Linked DNA regions of Sus scrofa: region 2 is linked to region 1. The links are chromatin contacts, called in public HiChIP or PLAC-seq maps. All regions are on one chromosome and are shown on one strand. The core of a region is the stretch at or near the end of the contact, and the rest is flanking DNA. Distances in the headings are between cores, read along the strand shown. Region 1 holds the start of PECAM1 (platelet and endothelial cell adhesion molecule 1). Region 2 overlaps PECAM1 (platelet and endothelial cell adhesion molecule 1).

Evidence for each region. HiChIP or PLAC-seq counts read pairs in DNA pulled down with a chosen protein or histone mark.
Region 2: a contact with region 1 is called in an H3K27ac HiChIP or PLAC-seq map of skeletal muscle. The contact joins the enhancer-like site here to the promoter of PECAM1 in region 1. A contact is called at or near these places in 15 of 47 Hi-C or Micro-C datasets (alveolar macrophages, blood, fetal liver and 8 more) and 2 of 2 datasets of contacts at active chromatin or transcription factors (alveolar macrophages and skeletal muscle).

What each region holds. Positions count from the first base shown.
Region 1 is chr12:14,665,521-14,669,658 of Sscrofa11.1, reverse strand. PECAM1 (platelet and endothelial cell adhesion molecule 1) reads right to left here and starts at 1,797. Exons shown (of 16, transcript NM_213907.1): 1 at 1,627-1,797; 2 at 1,514-1,540. The coding sequence starts at 1,690.
Region 2 is chr12:14,713,299-14,717,436 of Sscrofa11.1, reverse strand. All of the region lies in intron 14 of PECAM1 (platelet and endothelial cell adhesion molecule 1), which reads right to left. Among named protein-coding and RNA genes, the nearest start is that of PECAM1, 48 kb to the right of the region's middle. Within about 2 kb of position 1,731, at least 18 of the 83 cell types and tissues checked have an H3K27ac peak or open chromatin away from gene starts, as enhancers often do. A contact at or near this core is called in fetal liver, fetal skeletal muscle, liver and 4 more, where this site is marked.

The DNA of each region.
Region 1 (4,138 bases), core at 548-3,047:
ACCATTTTTATCTAATCTCATCTCTTACTGAATCTTATCACACTCATTTTACTGATTGGGAAAAAGACAAAGGCACAGAGTAACAATGGCTTTGCAAATTTGAGTCAGGCCTATGGCTCTAGGCTCCCGACAATCAATTAGCTTTTGGGGAGAGGTGGTCTGGCATCGATTGGCTTTTGGGGAAAGGTGGTTCTGGCACCAATGCCGTGATAACTGGCTCTTTTTGGATATATCGGTTGGTTGTTTCTTCTGAGGGGCAGAGACATTGTTAATCTGTTAGGATGATTATGACGATAACAGACAACCTTCCTCCTGGGGTTGCCATGGGGATCAAACATCCATGGAAGCACAGGGACACATGAGCAAGACACCCGGAGCAGAAGACCCATCAGGTGGCTTTGCTAAGTAGCCACACTGGCCCTCCTGTCCAGGAGCTACTGGTCCAAGCTTTGGTTCAACAAACCAGCATCATCCACATGCATCATCTCAAATAGCTCTGCAATTGTCTGCAACCCGTTCACCCTGATTCTTCACAAATGAGGCATCCTCTGACAAGGGGATCCTGTTCTGTGGGCTCCCCCTCCATTCAGCCCCCAGACACAGCCCTGTCCCCTCTTCACGTGGTCCCAGGTAAAGCAGAACGAAACCCACTTATCTTTTATTATTATTATTATTATTTGGTCTTTTTGCCTTTTCTTGAGCCACTCCCGCAGCATATGGAGGTTCCCAGGCTAGGGGTCTAAATCGGAGCTATAGCCACCAGCCTACACCAGAGCCACAGCAACACAGGATCCGAGCCATGTCTGTGACCCACACTACAGCTCACGGCAACGCCGGATCGTTAACCCACTGAGCAAGGGCAGGGACCGAACCCGCAACCTCATGGTTCCTAGTCGGATTCATGAACCACTGCGCCATGACAGGAACTCCCAAAACCCACTTATCTTAAAGATTCAAAATTAGCTCTAAAGTGGATGACAAGCCGATGGCAAAGACAAGTAGAAGCCCTCCTTCCCGCGCACAAGCACAACACACTACATTTGTCATCGTAGCCTCATGGGTCAATGGGAAATGATACCTCATCTGTGTTAGATCATTTAGAGGAAAAAAGTCATAACAACAATTTAAACTATGTTCTGACTTCATGGATCTAACCAACTGGCTGTATCTCATTTGTGAATAAAAACAATTAGGGGTAGGTCAGCATATGAAAATAAGAAATTATGGTACAACAAAAAATAAACGATGGAATCACTCGCTTTATCACGTTACCCCCAATCCCAACAAAGAGATGTTCACCCGGATCTAGAAAATGTATGCTACTTCTAGAAGATGTTGATTAAACCTTGGTTTTGTTGTAAAACCTTCTAAAAAACACAGGAGGGAACAGACTTCAGTTCTTAATTGGCGTATGTGTCTGAGTGGTTATAAACTTTAAACCCAAGCAATTTGATGTGAAGTTTAAGAGTCAGAGAAAGATGACATGGAGCTAGATAGGAATTTCACAACTTACAGTTTTCTTGACCCTCAAGGCTTGAACCTGGAAAAGACAGGAGAAAGACGTTGATTTCATGAGCGTCCCTTCTCACGCAGTTTAGGTGAGGTGGGAAGAGGGTGAAAACTCACAGAGCTGAAGTGTCAGCAGGACTCCCAGCCACATGTTGCCCCCTTGGGTCCACCTCAGCTGCATCCTCACAGCGAAGGCTCCAGGCACTTAGTTCTGCTTTCGGCCCATGCCCCGGGGGCGAGGGCCACTTCCCACGAGATGCAGATGAGAGAGCTGCCCTGTGAAGAGCGGAGACCCCTGCGGCGGCACGACGGCGGCGGGCGCTGCAGAGGGAGCGGCCGGGGCGCTGGTCAGGTAATGGCGGCCATGCTGGAAACCAGGAACAATGCCTGGGCTGGTCTAATATCTCCTCAGGAAATGACTGGCCTTCCTGAGGGGCCACTGAGCGCAGCTGCTTTGTTTAGTTGTTTTAGGCAAAAAAAAGGCACAAGTGACATTTTGCCTCAGCGCTCCTGACCCTCCTCCTCTCTCGCCTGGGTTGGGCAGGGTGAGAGGGTTCCTCCCTCTCCTCCAACTTCCCCCAAATTGCTTCTCTCCTTGGACACTCGGCAAAGCTGCCAGTCCTCTGGCCCCTCCAAGGGCTGGACCTCCTGCCTTTCCTGACAAGGGCATGGGGAGGGCTGACTTGTCCAGAAAATTCCAAGTTTTACAGGAGACCTTGTAACGGCTCCTCATTGACCTGCAGAGAATGCCAGTTTTGAACCCTTCAAAATCCAGCCCTGGCTTACCCTCTCCAGCCTGGTCTCTCGCGGCTTCCTTGCCTCTGCATTCGGGCTGCTAGAATTCATAGTTTCCAGGACCCATGTCTGTGCCTTTGCCAATGCATTCCCCTGCCTGGAGTATACCCTCCTCTCTTCTTTTCTGGCGAATTCCTACCCATTTATCATAACTCAGTTTAGGCATCAGTGCCCCCCCCGCCCCCGCCCCGTCTTCCCCACACTGAGCTGCCCTTCTTCTGGGCCCCTTCACCTCCCCAGTCTTCCTTTATCAAACATTTTCTTTTGGGAGTTGCTGTCGTGGCTCAGCCGTGGTAACAAACCCAACTAGGATCCATGAGGATGCGAGTTCGATCCTTGGCACCACTCAGTGGGTTAAGGATCTGGCGTGGCTGTGGCTGTGGTGGAGGCTGGCAGCTGTAGCTCTGATTATACCCCTAGCCTGGGAACCTCCATATGCTGTGGGTGTGCCCCCCACCAAAAAAAAAAAAAAAAAACACCAAACGAAAAAACCATTTTCTTTTCTTTCTCTTTTTTGGGGGGGAGAGGGGGCAGACCCACAGCATGTGGAAGTTCCCAGGCCAGGGATCGAACCCACACTGTAGTTGTGACCTGTACCACAGCTGCGACGGCGCCGGACAGCTGCGACGGCGCCGGATTCTTAACCCATTGTGCCACAGGGCAACTTCCCCCTTTCCCCTTTGTCAACACTTCTACCACCTGCCATAATGGCCAGTCGCCCCCCCCACCCCGCCCCCGGCAAGTGGACTGCTAGCTCCACAATGGCAGAGCGAGTGCCTGGTACCTGGTAAATGATCAAAAAACATTTGTAAAAAGGATTCTTGGGTGAAAGAGGACAAGTTAACTATACTGTTTGAATTAGATTATCATTGCCTTGGGGTCACAGAGTCGCCTTTTTTTTTTTTTTTTTTTTTTTTTTGCTTTTTAGGGCCATACTCATAGCATATGAAGATTTCCAGGCTAGGGGTTGAATCTGAATCGGGAGCTGCAGCTGCTGGCCTACACCACAGCCACAGCAACACGGGATCCAAGCAGTGTCTTTGACCTACACCGCAGCTCACGGCAACGCCAGACCCTTAACCCACTAAGCAAGGCCAGGGATCAAACCCGCAACCTCATGGTTCCTAGGACTGGTTCCCGCTGCGCCTAATGGAAACTCCACATGGCATCACTTTCTGAAATCCTAATACTGTCACACAGTAAAGCTAAGTCAGATGTGAACTGGGGCCTGAGAAACCAAAGACTTCTCTGCCTCAGGGTAAGTACCAAGAAGTGATAGCTACCAGCTAGGGAACAATTTCTCTTTCTGGATCTGTGGTTCAACAGAAGTTTTGATAAGAGCTGTTACGGAGCAGTGCATGCATAGAGGAATTTTTTCTATTGTGTTTTTCACTTCTGTTGTAAACTAACTTCTTTGGCAACCCCACCCAGCTACCAAATTTTGATTTGTCAGGGGAAAAAAGGGAAACACCATGAGTAATAAAATAAATGTTAGCTTCAAAGGTAATTTTTACATACTATACGTAGAGTAAGCAACTTTTGCTTCTCAAAGGGACAGTCAAGCAATAGTGATTTATAAATGCCCCACCCCAAGCCCCTAAATTCCAAAGTAAACTTCTCAAAATTAGGCATTGTTTCATACACAAAGCTAGTACTTTGAGAACACCAGAGAAAATAAAGCTTTATTTCAAAAATAAGTGTTAATGGAGTTCCCATCATGGTGCAGCGGAAACGAATCCAACTAGGAACCGTGAGGTTGCGGGTTCGATCCCTGGCCTCGCTCAGTTGGTTAAGGATCTGGTATTGCCGTGAGCTGTGGTGTAGGTCGCAGACA
Region 2 (4,138 bases), core at 482-2,981, 48 kb before region 1:
CCTGTAGCTCCACATGACAAACGTATAAAATCCCTGGCAGTTTGACATTTGACTTTTTTTGTGTGTGTCTTTTTAGGGCCGTGCCTGAGGCACATGTTGGTTCCCAGGCTAGGGGTCCAATCGGAGCTATAGCTGCTGGCCTACGCCACAGCCTCAGCAACACCAGATCTGAGCTGCGTCTTCGACCTACACCACAGCTCACGGCAATACCGGATCCTGAACCCACTCAGTGAGGCCAGGGATCGAACCCGCAACCTCATGGTTCATAGTCGGATTCATTTCCGCTGTGCCACGGGAACTCCGACATTTGACGCTTTAAACCGTTTGTGAAAAGAATGAATAGCGCATGTTATTTTGGGAAAAAAAACAAAAACCAAAAAACAAAACCCTGAGAACTACAGAAACATAGAAAGCAGGTAAATATTAACTCTGGTTCCACTGTTGACTAAAATGTCTTCCAGTCATTTTCCACTAAGTGTAGGGGGCTTCTTGGGGGGGGGTAGTTATAATTATAGTCTGCCATTTTATAGTCTTTCTTTTTCACGTAATGTGAAACATATATATATATGTTTTAGCTGCACCCATGGCACATAGAACTTCCTGGGCCAGGGATTGAACCTCTGCCACAGTGGCAACCCCTAGCTGCTGCAGTGACAACACTGGATCCTTAACCTGCTGAGCCACATGGCAACTCCAGACATAATGTGATTTTATAAACATTTCCTGGTACCTTCTTTGTTTTGGAGTTTTTTTGTTTGTTTTTTTCCTGGTACCTTCTTAAACATAATGTTCTGGTGGCTGTGTAACCATCATTCCAGGGATACGCAGTTATTTACTTAACCAGTTCCTTACTTTTAAAAATTTAGGTTCTTTCCAAGGTTTTGCTATTGTAAATAATGCTGCCAGGATCCTCTTTGGGAATAAAGCTATTTCCATACTTCCTATCGGTTTGTCTCTTCCCAGGAGTTGGGGAGTGGGGTCAGTGGAGAAGGCAGAAACAGGGCCAATGCCCTTGGCACCTGTGGTCCAGGTGCTGCCTGAAGAACGGGCCGCCACATCCCTTTCCCCCGGGGAGCCTCGTCTCAGCTACCCAGAGACCACACTGTCCCCAGGCTGGAGCCCACACTGGGACTGGCCGCCCTGCCAGAAGGCGATGCCAAGCATGCCCGGAAGAGGGTGAGAAAGACCAATGAGAAGAGGGGACACTGCGTTGAAGGTGAGCGACCCACCTGCATTGGTTAGAGATGGTTTTCACTGCAAGAGGCAAGAGGGGGATGATCTGCCCTTTGCACAGGACCCGGCCTCGCTAACTAACGGCAGAGTTTCTGAAGGGGGAGTGGCCTGTGTATCGGGGCTGATTCCCCAAATGGCCCATATGGACAAGGCTCTGAGCACAGAAGCCTGGGGAAGGCCTGGGAGGAGGTGCGGCCATTCTTGAAGGGGAGGGAGAGCACCAGCACCCCCCCTCCCCACAGCCACTCCTCAGTCTTCCTCGAGAGAGGCCACCCAAGGGGCCCCAGTTTCCACGCCCGCCCCCCGTCCAAGCTCTAACCCGGTCCCTTCTGAATCTTGGGCAGTCTCAGGGCCCAACTGTCACAACGGGAGTCACAACCTTCTGTTTCTTTCTCTAACTTAAAAATATCCTGTTTCCACCAGTCCACTTCCCCCTCAAACCCTGTCTTATCACAGCCCCATTGTGCGTCTCCTCCAGAGGGAACAGGGCCAGAAGTTCCTAAGGGGCCCCCTTCTGTCCTGGCTGAGCCAGAGGCAGGCGTCAAAGGCCAAATGGATGAATCAGCCCGACCAAGAAATTGAGCCATTGTGTAAACTTCCACACATTGAGTGAGGCCGTGGGCAGCACCCCACCCCCCAACCCAAATCTGACCTGGGAGGACCCAAAGGATCCCATGCTTCCCGCTCCCCTAAAGTCCCGAGGGGCTCTGGAGTCAGACAAAGAGGACAAGAGCCTCAAGCTGCACTTCCTAAAGCAGCCCAGACACCCAATACGAAAACTGGAGCGCGCTGATAACACTGATTGAGGACCCAGTTCTGCACGCTTGTTGTCCTGTTGCTTCGCGGTACTAGAGTCTGGTGGGTAACACCCCGTTTTTTCCGTGGAGCAGGTTTTATCCGCCTGCACTCTGAGGTTGGAGACGCCCCCTGCGGGCCGGGCCTGCTCTGGGCCTCAGAGGACTGGTTGGGATGGGCCCTCGAGTGCTCCAGAGTGGACATGGCCTGGGGGCCCTCTGTTCTTCAGTCCCTTCTCCATGATTAGCCGCTCTTGGCACACGGCATTTCTGCTCCTTTAAGAAGCATCCTGGAAGTCTGAATTCCAGGCAAAGTGGAAGCAGAAGAGGGAGGCTGAGTGAGGCAGGAGGGTCCTGTCTAGCCGGAAAGACACAGGTTAGTGTCTGCAGCAGGACTCGGCATCTCTTCCCAGAGCCATCAGCCCTCAAGTGGGATGTGCCCAGGACACCTCCAAGGTGGCCGCAGGGCCTCTAGAGAGGAAATCCAGCTTTCGTCTTAGAGGAGTCACAGGAAGTGAGGTCCTCCAAACCAGAGTTTCTTGTTGCTGGTGCCACTGACATTCTGGGCTGGAAAATCCTTTGTCATGGGGCCTGTCCTGTGCATTGTAAGATGTTCAGCAGCATCCCGGGCCCTCCAAATTATGACAATGAAAAATGTCCCCAGATGTTGCCAAATGTCCCTGCGTTGAGAACCACTGCTCTCGGCTGTGAAAATCTTATCCCAGACCTGAGTTCTTTCATGCGGAAGAACTCGACGGCATTGCTCATTAATTATAATATATCGCTTTGCCCTTCTGTCTTAAAAACTGCTGTAAATAGATATGTCCACAAGCTATGCTTTGGATGAACTGCAAAGCATCTTATAAAGTACTTTGAGGATAAGCTGGAGCGCTGCAAAACCGTCAAGGGTGGAATCAGAGTAAAGATCCACATTGCTGGCTAGCCAGGCATTCCAGTTCACACAGGCTGAGAGAACTGAAGACACCACGGGTTACCACGCATTTACGGAGAGGCTCTCTCCCCAGCTACAGTTTATCTCTTTTAGTTCCTGTCACTAGGAGGACAAGGAGGAGGAAAAGAAAATCAAAACTTCCCTTGGCTTAGTCCACACCAGTCAGAGGAGGAAGAGGTGGGGGTGGCTTTTGAACCCCAGGGCGGCTCTTAACCCAGAGCACCAGGCTATGAACAAACCCTGGGAAAATGCCTCCGTCTAAACCAGGAGAACTCAGCTAAGTAACAGATTATCCCGCAGAAGGTCTGAGACCACGGGGATGGGAGTGAACTGATTCTAGTCAGGCGCTGAGAGAAGAGTACCAGGCCGTAAGCTGGACTGCTTTCCTTCCATGCTCCGCTTCTTAGGAGCAGCTACATGACTGATAAATAAGGGACATAAAAACAGACCCATTTTTCCATTTCTGGTCGGCCAAATCATTAACTGGGACTAAAGCTTCTATTGCTGACTGGGGTTTGCAAATCCTAACCTCATGCAAACAACTGAAAAGGGAATAAGAACTTTAAAAAACTTTACGTGTGAGGTTCCCTCTGTGACGCAACAGGACGGGTGCCATGGGTCTCAGCTGGGACTCGGATCTGATCCCTGGCCCAGGAATTCCATCTGCAGCAGGGCAGCCAAAAAAGAAAAACCAAACCAACCCTCAAGTGCTAAACTTGTGGATCTAAAAGATGAGGAAATTATCAGCTTTTTCTCCATTTCCCTAAGAAAGCTGAAACTTAATGAGAGGCCATATCTCATTGTGTACCCATTCTGGCTATGTCCTGGGCCTCAACTCTCTTTTCCTTAGGCCAAGCTCAATTTGGTCTTTCTCTGATCGTCCTTGTAGTTCAGAGAAGCCCTCTTCTTTTCTCCCTAATAAGCAGGGAATATGCAGCAAAAACAAACAAACAAACAAAAGAAAACAGATTATGGCTGGAAAGCAAAAATGCTCCAAGTTGGAAATTTCCCTGCCTTGGACTAAGAGTTAATTGCTGAGACAAGATGATGTTAGCTCAGCTGTGTGTCAGCAAAAGAGTAGGTTCCAAATAGCCCAGCAGACATGCGGGGCGTGGCCAAGACCCCGCTAGAGACAAAGAGTGGGCATGATGCCGCCCTC